Regions from separate parts of the Sus scrofa genome. Here region 1 is linked to region 2. The links are chromatin contacts, called in public promoter capture Hi-C maps. All regions are on one chromosome and are shown on one strand. Each heading gives the region's core, a stretch centred on a gene start, on an enhancer-like site or on the middle of the called end of the contact. The rest is flanking DNA. Distances are from core to core; before and after follow the strand shown.

Region 1 (6,287 bases), core at 903-3,402, 170 kb before region 2:
AGCGGGCGCGGGCAGGGGGCCGGGGGACCGCTCACCTGGCCGGCGGAGGGTCTGGCGCGGAGGGAGGGGCTCCGGCGCCCGCTCACGGCCCCTCGCTGGTCCGAGCTCCCTGGGAACAGGCGGCTGCGGAAGGAAAACGGGGATGTGCCCTTGAGCCTTCACCACACGCCGCGAGTTGGGCAGGCGGTGGTTTGGTCACGTGACCCCAGAGACCCGCCAGGCCTGGAAGGGGGGCGGTTCGTGCCGCAGACGGGACAGGGCGCCCGGCCCCGCGGTTTCCTGCAGACCCCCACGCCGCCGTCCTCAGGACGGTCCCGCCCAGAAAGCAGGCGACGCTGCCACTTAAAATAGGACCCGGGCCCCACGCCCAGCATGAGGGCAAGCGCTCCAACCCCTCCCGCCCAGGCCACCTCGAACGTCCCCTCGGGGCGCCCAGCCCCCCACGGGCGGGAGCTGGTGCTGGGGGGACGCTCCCTTGTCCCCCACGGCCCCTGCGCAGGCCAGGGTGTGGGATTCGTGGAGGACGGGGTCGGCCAAACCCCAGCGCTGGGGGCGGTCCTGCCCCCCCGCCCCCGACGTCCAGGAGAGTTCCTGCTGGGCGAAGGGGGGCTGGGGCCGGTGGCAGGAGCTTGCCTTCTGGCCTCCTGGCCTCCGCGGCGTCCCCAGACCGGCCCTGCCGGGAGACGCGTTTGGATCCCTCTGCTGCACACGGGGTCCCTGTCCCGCCGGGGTCCCTGTCCCGCCGTGCCCGCCCTGCTTCAGGCGAAAGAGGATGCGGGGACTTGCTGAGCCGCACCCAGCCCGTGCGTCCCGCCTCTGTCACAGCCCGGCTCTCGGCACGAGCGCTGCTCTCCTCTGGGCCCCGAGCCCACCTGCTCTGGGCTGGGCTTGGGGCCAGGAGACAGGGCTCCCTGGATGGCGTGGGTGGCCTCCCTCTTGGCCCGTGACGTCCCCGCCGTTGCCCGTCGCCTAGATTGTGCATGTGAACGCAGGGAGGGCGCCTTGGGCCTGGGGACACAGCGGGGCCCAGCTGGCCCACACAGTCCTGCGTCATCGAGACAGTCACGCCCCAGGCCCCTGCCCGTTTCCTGGCTCCCCTGAGTGTCCGCAGCCCCATGTGGAGGTGGCCGGGGCCAGCCCGTCGCGGGGAACGGGGGCCCCTCCCCCACACCCGCCTTTCCCAGGACACTCTGTTCTGTGCTAAGCCCACATGGGCTGTGCCCTCGGGCACGGCCCAGTGCCGCCGCCGCCCTCCCCAGGGGCCCCCTCCGCGCAAGAGCTGGGACACCCGCCAGAGAGCCGACTTGGGGTGTGTGAATGGCGGCGAGTGTGCACCGCGGCTGTTCCCCCGGGGCCTAAAGGGGACGACGCCGGGACACCGCCGGAGCCTTGCACGCGCTCCGCGGCGCGGTTGCACTTCTGTGAGGCTCCCGGGCGGCTGCTGGGGGTGGGTAGGGGGTGAGGAGGCGTTTGTGTCACTTCCTGTCCTGACTTTTGTCGCTTACGTGTCACTGTTGACACCTGTTTGTGTTCAGCAGCAGCTTTGAGTCGTCTCTGTGTGTTCCGTCCAGCTCCCCTGTTTTGAAAATACGCTTCGGGGGGGTTCAGTAAAGTCAGAGCCGCGCGGGGAACCCTGGCCGCCCGTCTGGACTGGCGAACGGCGTGCTCCCGAGCCCTGGCGGACGCGGTTGCTCCCCCCGGGTAGGGGGCTCAGGCTCCCTGTGGGCTGGGTACGTGGCAGCCCTCTGCCAGGCCCTCCCAGGCCTTTTTCCTGTTGGGGTGTCACTGGCCGCGAGACCACCCGGGTGAGAAAGTCAGAGGATGTTTAGCCCAAGAGCCGGCAAGGCAGGCGTGACTGGCGGCCCAGCGGAAGGGGCTTGGAGGATGGCCGGGAGGCGGCCGGCGGAGCACCGGGGGCCGGGGGCCTGGGCGCGGGAGCAGAGGGTCCCAGGGGTGCCGGTCACGGGTCTGCGCTTCCGAGACTGCTGGTGAACGAGGAGCTGTGGGAACCTGGGTGGGCCCCGGTGCAGCTCGGGGAGCTGCTGGGTCCCGGCTCCTCTGCTCCTGCCTACGCCTTCCCCCATCCTCTGGGCCCTGCTCTGTCCCCCCCAAACCTCCCCGCCCTGCTCTGTGTCCCCCCCATCCTCTGGGCCCTGCTCTGTGTCCCCCCCAAACCTCCCCGCCCTGCTCTGTGTCCCCCCATCCTCTGGGCCCTGCTCTGTGTCCCCCAACCCCCCCTTGCGGGCTGCGAGCCTGCGGGAGCCCCACTGCTTCAGCCTAAGGCCGCTTTAGGAGCCGGGCTCCCCCTCAGCGGCCTCCGCTCCCGCGCAGACCGAGAGCATCGGCAGCCACTGGGGGGCGCCCCGTGAGCGCGCCTGCCCCGGCGGCGGGGCCTTCCCGAGTCGCCCTCACCCTGCTTGGAACCTGGAAGCGCGCAGCCTGGGGGTGGGGGGCGTCGCATCTCCCGGTTCTGAGGCGGGGCTTCCAGGCGCCTGGCCCGCTCCTCCTGCCCCGCCGGGCGGGCTTCTAGGCGGCCCGCGGGAGGCACAGCTGCGTGAGCAGTCCCCGCAGGGCGCAAGGTCCCATCGCAGGTCCCCCGCTGCGCCCCCCCCCCGCCTCCCCCCCGCCGCCCCCCGCCCAGCCCCGCGGGAGGGCGGTCGGGCCCGGGGCGCTGGCACCTGAGCTGCACACGTGATTCCCTTCAGGGTAAGCAGGCCCTGCGTCAGGGGTGCGGGGTGGGTGGGAGCCGACGGTGCTCCCGCCGTCAGCACTTCCCAGTGCCTGGTGCTCCAGAGGAGGACGGGGCACAGAGAGGCTCAGAACTCGCCCCAGGTCACACAGCAGGGTGCTCCGGGGACCGCGCTGGCCCGACGCACCTGCTTCACATGAAAACCGGGACACGGGACCTGCCCCGTGGTTCTCGGAGACCCCGACACTTTCGTGCCCCCTGGAGACTTGGGTGCACTTTTGGGCATCTCCCAGGGTCCAGCTGAAGTAGGTGCGAATTCCAGTGAGTTAACCCTTCACTGAGACAAAGCCGTGGTCAGTGCTGTCGTGGGCGTGACGGCCACAGAGCACCTGTGATGGTGGCGGGACAGCGGTTCAGGCCCATAAGGCAGCTGCTGAGTCCCCAGAACGGCGCTGGGGACTGTCCTTTTCTCTCTCTCTTGTTTTGTTCTGTTTTGTTTTGTATTTTTAGGGCCGCTCCTGCGGCATATGGAGGTTCCCAGGCTCGGGGTGTGATGGCAGCCAAAGCTGCCGGCCTTCGCCAGAGCCACAGCAATGCCAGATCCGAGCCACATCTGCCACCTACACCACAGCCCCTGGCAAGGCTGGATCCTTAACCCACTGAGCGAGGCCAGGGATCAAACCTACATCCTCATGGATCCTCTTCGGGTTTGTTCACCTCTGAGCCACGACGGGAACTCATGTTTTTCTTCTTTTTTGCCCGTTTCGCAGCACATGGAATTCCCTGGGCCAGGGATCATATCCAAGCCGCAGTTGCAAGGTACACCTAAGCCACAGCTGTGGCAATACCAGATCCTTAACCCCCTGTGCCAGGCCAGGCATCGAACCTGCCTCACAGCACTCCCGAGATGCCTTCAACCCTTGTGCCACAGCGGGAACTCAGGCTTGTCCCACTGACAAGGGAGAGGAGGTCTCACCTCCAGGGCCACCGAGAACCACCTGGAGTCAGACAAAGCCCCGGCTGGAGCCCACCACCCGCAGCCGCTCTGGGGGGCCCCGCTCGCAGGAACCAGCCGTGGTCACAGACACCCCAAATGCCCATCACCAATAGAGCAGATGGGTAAACTGTGCCAGAGTCAAGCCACCACATCCCCGGTGGCAGTGAAAATGCACAGGCCCCCACCATCAGCCTTGTCGGGAGCAGCTCGGCTGTGGAGGGACGGATGCCTGGCCCGGCAGGCCAGCCACCTCTGTGTCACCTGTGCAGACCAGGTCCTCCTGAGCCCTTGCCCCAGAGCCAGGCGCCCTCCTCCTGCTGGTCCGCGGGGACGTGGCGGAACTGCATTCATTTCCGACCCCCAGCTCCTGGAAGACCTTGGCGCTCCAGGCTGGAGGCGGCTGAGCCCGAGGGAGGCTGCAGGGTTGCTCTTGGGCGCGAGGAGCCCAGGGGAGGGGCCGAAGGGGTGGCGCTGGCCCTGGGGCGAGTTTGCTTCCTGCTGTCCGCGTGTCCGCTGGGCCCCGGCAGGGGGTCCCTGGCCTCCCCCACCTGCTGACAGAGGAGCTTCCCCACGGGGCGGAGGCCGAGGGCTGGCACTCGGCGGTGCCGACGGCGGCTGCGCGAGGTGCCAGTGGGGCGGCCGGCGCCGCTTGGGGCGGACGTACTCGGCCAGTCGGGTCTCCTGAGGGCCCGGCGGGGACGCCGCCACCGGAGGCCGCTACCAAGGGGCCGGCTCTGGCTCCGGGCGAGGCGCAGGCTCCCGGGAGGTGATAGGCAGCCGGGGGTCGGGGGGATGCAGGGCTCCTCCGATGCGCTCGTCCGAGCTCTGCATTCGGGCCCTTGACGAAAAGGGAAACCTCTGAAGCTTCTCCCACGAGGAACCACCTTCCTTAGCCCGCTGGCAGCTGCGGTTTGGATGGTTTGGATCTGTGTCCTGGGCGGTGGCGGCAGCGCGGGCGGCGTGCCAGGGCTGCGGGCAGGGACACGCGCATGTCTGCGCACACGGGAGCTTCTCGCTGAGCGCACGCGAGCGTGTTGACTGCATTCCGCCCCTCGACGGTTCACTGTCGGGTTCGTTTTCCACGTCTCTCGGGTGCTTGCTGTGAGCAAAGCGGCGTCAGCCACGGGGGGAGATCGGCCCCTCATGCACCCCCCCCCCCCCGTCCCCACAGGCGCCCTGAGGGGGGCCGGTCCGTGTCCGACCCGTGCGGAGCAGGCCTGGCCGCTGTCACCGTCTAAACCGCTGCTGGTAGAGAGGCGGGTGTGCGGGGCCCGTCCACTCGGGCTCCTTGACAGACAGCTGGCCCTCGGACAGCTGGGGTTCGTCCACGCGGGATTCACGGTCGGCACCCCCCTCCCCAAGGTTCCCGAACGCCGGACACGAAACGCGCGGAAGGGCCTGCCTGGCTCCGGGTCAGCTCCGATGCGCACGGAGGAAGCGGAAAATGCTGGGGTTACGGCACGACAGGAAAGAGCCACTTATGACCCTTTCTGAGCTGTTTTCTGAGAGGTCACCCACCCCGGGAAATGCGCACGGAAAGCTTCGGAAGTCGGGTCATAAGTCTCAGGTGATTTAATCGTCGGTGTGCGGGGTTTTCCTCAGCAGGTTCTTAGATTCATTGGGAGAACCTGAGCTGGGCAGGCAGCGGTTGAACTCGTTCGTAATTAGCCCCCAAATTTCCCAGCTGGTTTTAAATTCAAGAACTTGACATAGAATTTAACTTCTGGTTTTTTGTTAGGTCTTGTTTTGCTTTTTGCTTTTGAGGGCCACGCCTGCAGCATATGGAAGTTCCCAGGCTAGGGCTCGAATCTGAGCTACAGCTGCCAGCCTCCACCACAGCCACAGCCACAGCCACAGCCACAGCCACAGCCACAGCCACGCGGGATCCAGGCCGCGTCTGGGACCTACCCCACAGCGCACGGCAACGCCGGATCCTTAACCTACTGAGCGAGGCCAGGGATCCGTCTCACAACCTCCTGGATCCTAGTCGGGTTCCTTAACTGCTGAGTCACAAAGGGAACTCCCGTAATTAAACTGCTTAATGACTTATTCCTGTCTTGTCCTTGGTCAGGTGCTTTTTATAAAGGTACAAAGTTTGATTTCTTGATGTCTCTGCCACAGTTAGCAGCAGACCCGGTTTCCTGCAGTAAGTTTTATAACCTTCATGAAGATTAAACTCTCACCTTTGGGGTCTTAAGTGATGAAGCTTGGCAAAAGGTAGATGAGCTTTTGTCTGTTAACAAAAGCAGGGTCGTTGACTTTAAAATTACAGTCAAGGCGGAGGCGTTCCCGTCGTGGCGCAGTGGTAACGAACCCAGCTAGTCTCCATGAGGACGCGGGTTCCATCCCTGGCCTCGCTCCGTGGGTTAAGGATCTGGCATTGCCGTGAGCTGTGGTGTAGGTCGCAGCTGCAGCTCTGATTAGACCCCTAGCCTGGAAACCTCCATGTGCCACAGGTACAGCCTTAAAAAAAAAAAAGATACTAAAAAATTATAGTCAAGAAGTGTCAGTAATAGAATTAACAACCTTGGAACATTAGGTGAAATTTACATCCTGGTATCTTGGGAACACACTTGAGAAATACAGGATTGGTCAATTTAA
Region 2 (6,415 bases), core at 195-2,694:
GCCTGCCCTTAAAGCATTTGCTGTTTTCTGGCAGCTTGTAAAGAAAAAGCAGTCAAATGCAACAGATGAAATCCTCTAAAATTATCTTTAAATTGTAAAGAACGGCCCAGCTATTTTCTGGCAAGAAACCTGAAGGATGACAGAGTAGCCGTGATATACAGGAATGGCTCACAAAGGTAAGCAAGCAGAGCTAAAAATCACAGCAGTGGCGGTGTGACGGCAAGAGCGTGACACACTGCCGTCCAAAAGGAAAGGGAGCCAAGGCAGCACTTGCCAAATTCCTAAGGCCGCACTAAAGGCAGACGGTGTATGTAACACAGCGCATCCCAGTGTCACCTCAAGGATCACCCACAGCTGAAGGTCACTCGACTCTGCCGACAAGCTTCTCTGCGCGTCTTGAGGCCCTGTTTTCACACGCGCAGCCCATCGCGTTCGGTACTCAGCACATTTCAGATGCGCGACAGCCCCACGTGGCCAGCGGGCAGCGCAGGTACAACAAAAATACCGAGTTTACAGAAACAGCTGGTCTAGTGACAAAACCTAACAGGCGGGTGAGCAAGGCCGACAAAACATGGGAAACAGGTTCACAGCCTCGCGGCCGGATGCCCAGAGGGAGGAAAGCCGCGAGGCTGCGAGCGGGGCTTCCAGTCCAATGGCCCTCGGGCCGGGGCGGGGGAGGCGGAAGCCGGTTTGGGCCGGGGCTGGAGTCTGGGTTCGAGCCGGGGTCCGGAGTGTACGTGCGGGATTCGGGTCTGGACCGGGTCCGGGGCCTCGGCCAGGAGTTTTGGTCGGGGTTCGGGTCTGCGTCCGTACTCTGGACTGGGTCCCGGGTCTGGGTCGGGATCCGGAGCCTTCGTTCGGGGTTTGGGCCGGGGTGTGGAGTCCGGACCGGGTCTGGGGTCTCGGCCAGGGGTCCACGGTCTCGACTAGGGCTTTAGGTCTGTGTCTAGTCTGGGGTCAGGCGTCCAGGGCCGGGGTCTCCCTGCCGGGCCGCAGTCCTACCCCCGCCGCCGCACGGCCGCCAGCTCCCACCGCCTCGGTGACGGGCAGCGGCGCGGGCCAATGGGGCCGCGGGGCGGCGCGACGCGGCCAATGGCAGGCGTCCGGGGGCGGGGCGCCGGGCTCGGCGGTCGGGGGGAAAGCCCTGGAAGGCGGCGGCCCCGGCACGGCGGCTACCTGAAGAAGAGGGTCCGGTACATCTGGTGCGCCTCGTAATAGTCGCCTTTCTCGACGCTGGCGCGCAACTTGCCCTCCACGCGCTGGACGCCGCCGCGGTTGCGGGCGCCGTTCCGGGCGCTCTCCTGCTCGGCCATCGCAGCCGCCGCCGCCGCCGCCATCGCGCCGGCGCTCCGCGCAGGGCTGACGCTGTCGCAGGCGCGGTCGGCAGCGCCTCTCGGCTTCCGTCCCGGCGGCCGCCCTAAGCGCTCTACGGTGGCCGGCGAGGAGCCGGGAGATGCCGGGGGCGGGGCGCCGACGGCCACGTGACTGCGGGGCGGGGCCGAGCGCGGCCACGTGGCCGAGCCGGGCGGGGCTGGCGCCACAATGGCGGGCGCTGCTGCGGGGGCGCCGGGGGCGCGTCCTCTGTCCCCGCCAGTGCGCGGGAGGGTATCTCTGCTGCACCTGGGGCCGTTTTTCGCGGTACTTGAACTGTTGACACTTTCCAATAAAAACCGCGCTTCAGCCCTCAGCGGATTCGCCGGGTGCTCGGGACCAGCGATGAGCCCCCGCCCCAGCGGCGGACACCCGAACACGCCGCCGTCCCTACGTGGGGCGATGGGAAAACGCGGAGACACGCCCCCGAGCGAGCCGCCGGCAAGACACGGGCTGGGGGTGAGCGGGTGCTCCCGGGCCTGGAGTTCCAGAGTTTGCGGGGTGACCCAGGCTCCTGCCCGAAGGGGTCCTGAGCGGGGCCCGAAACCCTGCGTGTTCCGCCCCCCACCAGGGGCAGAGACATAGGAGGTGAGAAAAGAAATACACTGGTTATGACTCATTTGAAATGTCATGCACTTTTAAAAAGTAAAACTCTTTATTTAAACATTTCAATAGCATCTTATAATTTGGTGGCAGCAAAAGAAGCACTACCAGAGACAAATATCTTGAAAAGCATTTACAAAAATACACTGCACAAAGTCCTATCTTGCGTCTTTAAAAATAAATATTCAAAATATTTCCACCCCAACTCCCAGTTTTAGCTTTATATAGGAAATTTTGATTTATATATTTATCCTGTAATATATGAAACATCTGTATACATTTTATCCAACTTAACTGCATAGGCATTAGTTCGTTCGAATTCTAACTAGAGTGAAAAAAATGCTACTTTATGTAGATTTGTTTATTTGAGGACTGTTGTGCAATATACATAAAACTCTTCAGAAAACCAGTCAGCACCATCATTCTATCTTTTCCTGAAAATAACATTTACAGTACCCCAAAAACTGTCTTAACCCAATAAAACTTAAATAACTTTAAGGTAAAACATCTGTAACACTTTTAAGTGCCTTGCAGATACCTCATTTATAAAGTCTGCTCAGTAAAATAGTCTCAATATTAAATAGTAACTATAACCAGAACAAGCCTCAGAGGAATTGAGAGAGAATGGCCAGTAGTTGCAATAAAAGGCAAATCCCAACCGGAGCCGGGACAAAGTGCTGCTGCAGGAGCCTCAGCGTACTGGTGTCATGAATTTGCCACCTGGGCCACCTCCTTCAATAACCGTCAGTGGACTAAAAACAGCCTTGGAAAAACCTAGAGCATGTTAGTGTTCGCTTCTCAGCAGAATTCAAAACACAACCTGAAGACACCCAAAAGCTTGGATTTCTTGGTTCCTGCTCCTAGTGTGACGTGACAACTGCAGGGAAATCCGGCGGGATGAGCCCAGTGGAGACCTGAGAACTCTATTTACATGTTTGCTTGGATCCAGACCATCCCTTTTCCAATCAGACCCACTTCGACCTGCAAGAGGCAAACCGTCCAGTGTGCCTGAACCGAGGCCTGACGGAAACCCTTCCCAGACGTGGGAGCCGACTACCACCACCACCTTTTAGTTACTGCCCCACCTGGGGACACGAACGAACCACGGGGGCCGAACGGAGGAAACTCCCGCCCGGAGGAAGGGCCCTCGGAAGTCTGGCGACCGGTTCTTCCCCAAGAGAAGCATGTGCTGCGCTCAACATCCGTCTGCCCCCAGAGGTCCTTTAAAAGGGCCCGTGAAGGCCGTCAAGGCTTCGGACACACCCCCAACCTTGCACCTTCTCTCGCTTTGTTCCTGATGTCAAGCAAATACAAATATAAAGAGCTTTACGTTCAAAAACAACCCTCCCCCCGACCCCAGGAAAGTAAGTGTCTTTGTGAGCCATACATTCAGATGAGGTTCCACAGAGACTGCCTGTGGCTTGCGGGCCTCAAGGGGCAGCGGTCCCCGTGGACAGAGGAGCCAGTGGCTGTCAGCATCCATGGCTTCCGCTGCCACGTCCTGCTGGCCGTCGGCGCACCGCCTGAAGGGGTGACGCTATCCCGCTGTCCGTGTGCCCGCGCTCAGAGGGAGTCCGGGTTGCAGGCCGACCAGTATATACAGAATGTACAGCAACAGAGAGGAGACTGGCTTTACTTGATGGGTTCTCCGTGAACTCTGAACCGGTACAGACACGTGTATTCGGGATGGCCCCAGTTAGAAAAAATCCGCAGCTCCACTATCTGGAAAGCGCTTTCAGGTCTTTTCTGAAATTGGGGGGGGGAGTCAGATTTATTTCACATTAAGACTCCAGACCTAATACTTCCCCAGCTATGCTATTTCAGAGCAAGTAGCCAAGGTGGAGATTCAGTTTTTAATATGAGCTGCATCACCTATCACAGGACCCAAAGCTCAGGTAAAACTGAGAACACGTTACAAATGGCACATTTATGCAGAGCAAGAGATAGACGAAAAAAGCTCACTCAGGAGCCAAAAAACCCTCGATGGTCCTGCCTTGCTTTCTCAGAGGTTGGCCGTCACGCCCTCTGGGCAGTTTGCGCGTGTCCGCTGGTCCTGCAGACTCGAGCGGCAGAAAGGGGCCCGGGGGGCCCGCCCGCCGTCCATGCCCAGCACGAGGGTCCTTACCAGGACGTGGAACATCTGGAGCGACTCCCCTTCCTGGTCGTAGGTGAACCGTCCCAGGAGCTGCCCTTCTTCCTGGTACTCGTCCTCTAATCCCTAGAACAAAACCAGAGTCAGCGCATCAAGGAAAAGGACAGCACGAGGTGGGGAAGTCACTCTCCCGCCAAAGACGGGGAGGCCTCTGGGCATCTCGTTAGGGGCTCCACACTGAGCACGAAGGCCGGGAGGGAGCCAGGAGAATGGGCCGAGCAGGCTGGCAGGCAGGGCAGGGACCATCCCGCTGAGTGGACCCCGCTCAGTGCACCTGACGGGCCAGGGGGTGAGACCAGCTCAGCAGAAGGCGGTGCCCAGAGGTCAATGTGCACAGGCGGAAAGGGAGGGCGCCGGGCTGGGGCAGCGGGGGCAGGGTCTGCGTCTGGGAAGACAGCGCTCTGGACGAGGGCGGTGGGGGTGGTGGTCAGCAACGGAAGGCGCTGCAGACCCCTGAACGGCGCCCTCAAAGGTGGTCGGGAGCTCAGTTTCATGTTCTGTGTGTTTCACCGTAAGAAAGTAACCAGTACCAGGCACCTGTGACTGCCTGACTGGGTCTCATGACGGGAGAGGACTTCCTGGGTATAAACACGCCACGAAAGAAATGAGAGGTAGTGAGCCAGGGTAACTCAATAGAAAACTCAGACAGAGGGAAGCATGTCTGTCACAGGATGACACGTCATCAGTGTTTTATATTAAAGAGCTCAGGGAGTTCCCGTTGTGGCGCGGCCATTAACGAACCCGACTAGTGTTATGAGGATGCGGGTTCGATCTCTGGCCTTGCTCAGCGGGTTAAAGATCCGGCACCGCCCTGAGCTGTGGTGTAGGTAGCAGACACGGCTCAGATCCTGAGTTACTGTGGCTGTGGTGCAGGCTGGCAGCTGTAGCTCCAATTTGACCTCTAGCCTGGGAACTTCCATATGCCACGGGCGTGGTCCTAAAAAGACCCAAAAAAACCCCAAAACCCTTAAATAGTCACAAGGAAACTAAGATCCCAAAAGATAAATGAAACAAAACTAGAATCTACAAAAAAAGAAACGTGTAGAAATACACACAAGTGTAGATTAAAATAAGACCTCTGCAGTTGGCAGAGACTTAAAAAAAGGGGGGGCGGCGTTCCCATTGTGGCGCAGCAGAAATGAATCCGACCAGGAACCATGACGTTACAGGTTCGATCGCTGGTTATCACTCAGAGGGCTAAGGATCCGGCGTTGCCGTGAGCTGTGGTGTGGGTCGCAAACGTGGCTCAGATCCTGGGTGGCTGTGGCTCTGGCGCAGGCCAGCGGCTACAGCTCCGATTTGACCCCTAGCCTGGGAACCTCCATGTGCCAGAGGTGCAGCCCTGAAAAAAACAAACAGAAACAAAAAAAGGACTCCGTTAAAAAGGCTAAAGTAGGGGTGAATGACTTGCTCACGGACTCCCGGCAGAACAGTAACCAGTAACCACACACGGTGCGGTCGGTGGACGGCCTGAGAGGCGCTCGGGCCCCGTGCGCTCTGGAACAGCTCCGCTCCGCCACGTCTCAGCATCTAGCCTGAGGTTCACAAGCTGAAGCGGCGGAGTGGCGCCCTCATCCCGACACGTGGAAAACAGAGCAGCGGTGTCCACTGCTGTCGAAAACTGGGTATGAAGAGCTGGCTCTGGGCGACGCGGTCGAGGGTCACGTGTACGTGAGGCACGGTGACCGCTCTGCGTGTACACGGATGTCACATGCTGCTGCTGTCCGCACGCCCGAAACCCGCAGGATGAGGCTCCCTGCCCTGGGCACATGTTTACACTAAACCTGGTTTTTAAGGCAGGAAATGAAATTTTATCACCAGGCTTTCTCAACTGTCCTTTTTAAGGGAAGAGGCCCAGTGTCCATGGTGACCTGCGTCGGCTCCCCCGGCGTCCCTGCTCTGTTCTGGGCTCTCAAGCTCGCACTGCTGTCGGAACCGCGCGTACGGCCAGGCGAGAGGGGCGCCGGCGGCGGCCAGGTCCTGACCGGCTCGTCCACACTGCTCAGCTCTGCCCCGCGTGACAGGGCGGAGGGCGGGCGGCGACACCAGGGGGCCCTGGGCCCGCGGCTGGCGAGGGCAGGGCTGCGGCGGGAGGTTGGGGCGGGGCACTCACGTAGACGGCGAAGTCCTTGGGGCGCTGGTGATGTTGCCCGTGGGCGACAGCGTCTTGGGGATGTGCTCCAGCGTGAAGGCGCTCGGCTGGATCTTCATCGACAGCCGCACCACCAGGTACCCCTGGGAGCCTCGGAACGCCCAGCAGTTACCCGGGTACATGTCAGGCTAGGAGAC

What was found. Promoter capture Hi-C pulls out the DNA fragments that hold promoters and counts their contacts.
Region 1: a promoter capture Hi-C map of fetal liver shows a contact between it and region 2, with 3 times the contacts expected there. The contact joins the promoter of LOC102162791 here to the promoter of GET4 in region 2.

What each region holds. Positions count from the first base shown.
Region 1 is chr3:695,603-701,889 of Sscrofa11.1, reverse strand. It overlaps LOC102162791, which reads right to left and starts at 2,152. Exons shown (of 4, transcript XM_013987681.2): 1 at 873-2,152; 2 at 634-753; 3 at 36-123. The coding sequence starts at 1,117. The region is part of intron 2 of C3H7orf50; the gene reads left to right. GPR146 (probable G-protein coupled receptor 146) reads right to left here. Exons shown (of 2, transcript XM_021085947.1): 2 at 6,180-6,287.
Region 2 is chr3:528,554-534,968 of Sscrofa11.1, reverse strand. It overlaps GET4 (Golgi to ER traffic protein 4 homolog), which reads right to left and starts at 1,444. Exons shown (of 9, transcript XM_021085940.1): 1 at 1,177-1,444. The coding sequence starts at 1,337. It overlaps SUN1 (SUN domain-containing protein 1), which reads right to left. Exons shown (of 24, transcript XM_021085939.1): 21 at 6,265-6,406; 22 at 6,240-6,262; 23 at 4,100-4,192; 24 at 1,995-3,720. The coding sequence ends at 3,607. It overlaps LOC110259828 (a long non-coding RNA gene), which reads left to right and starts at 348. Exons shown (of 2, transcript XR_002342186.1): 1 at 348-490.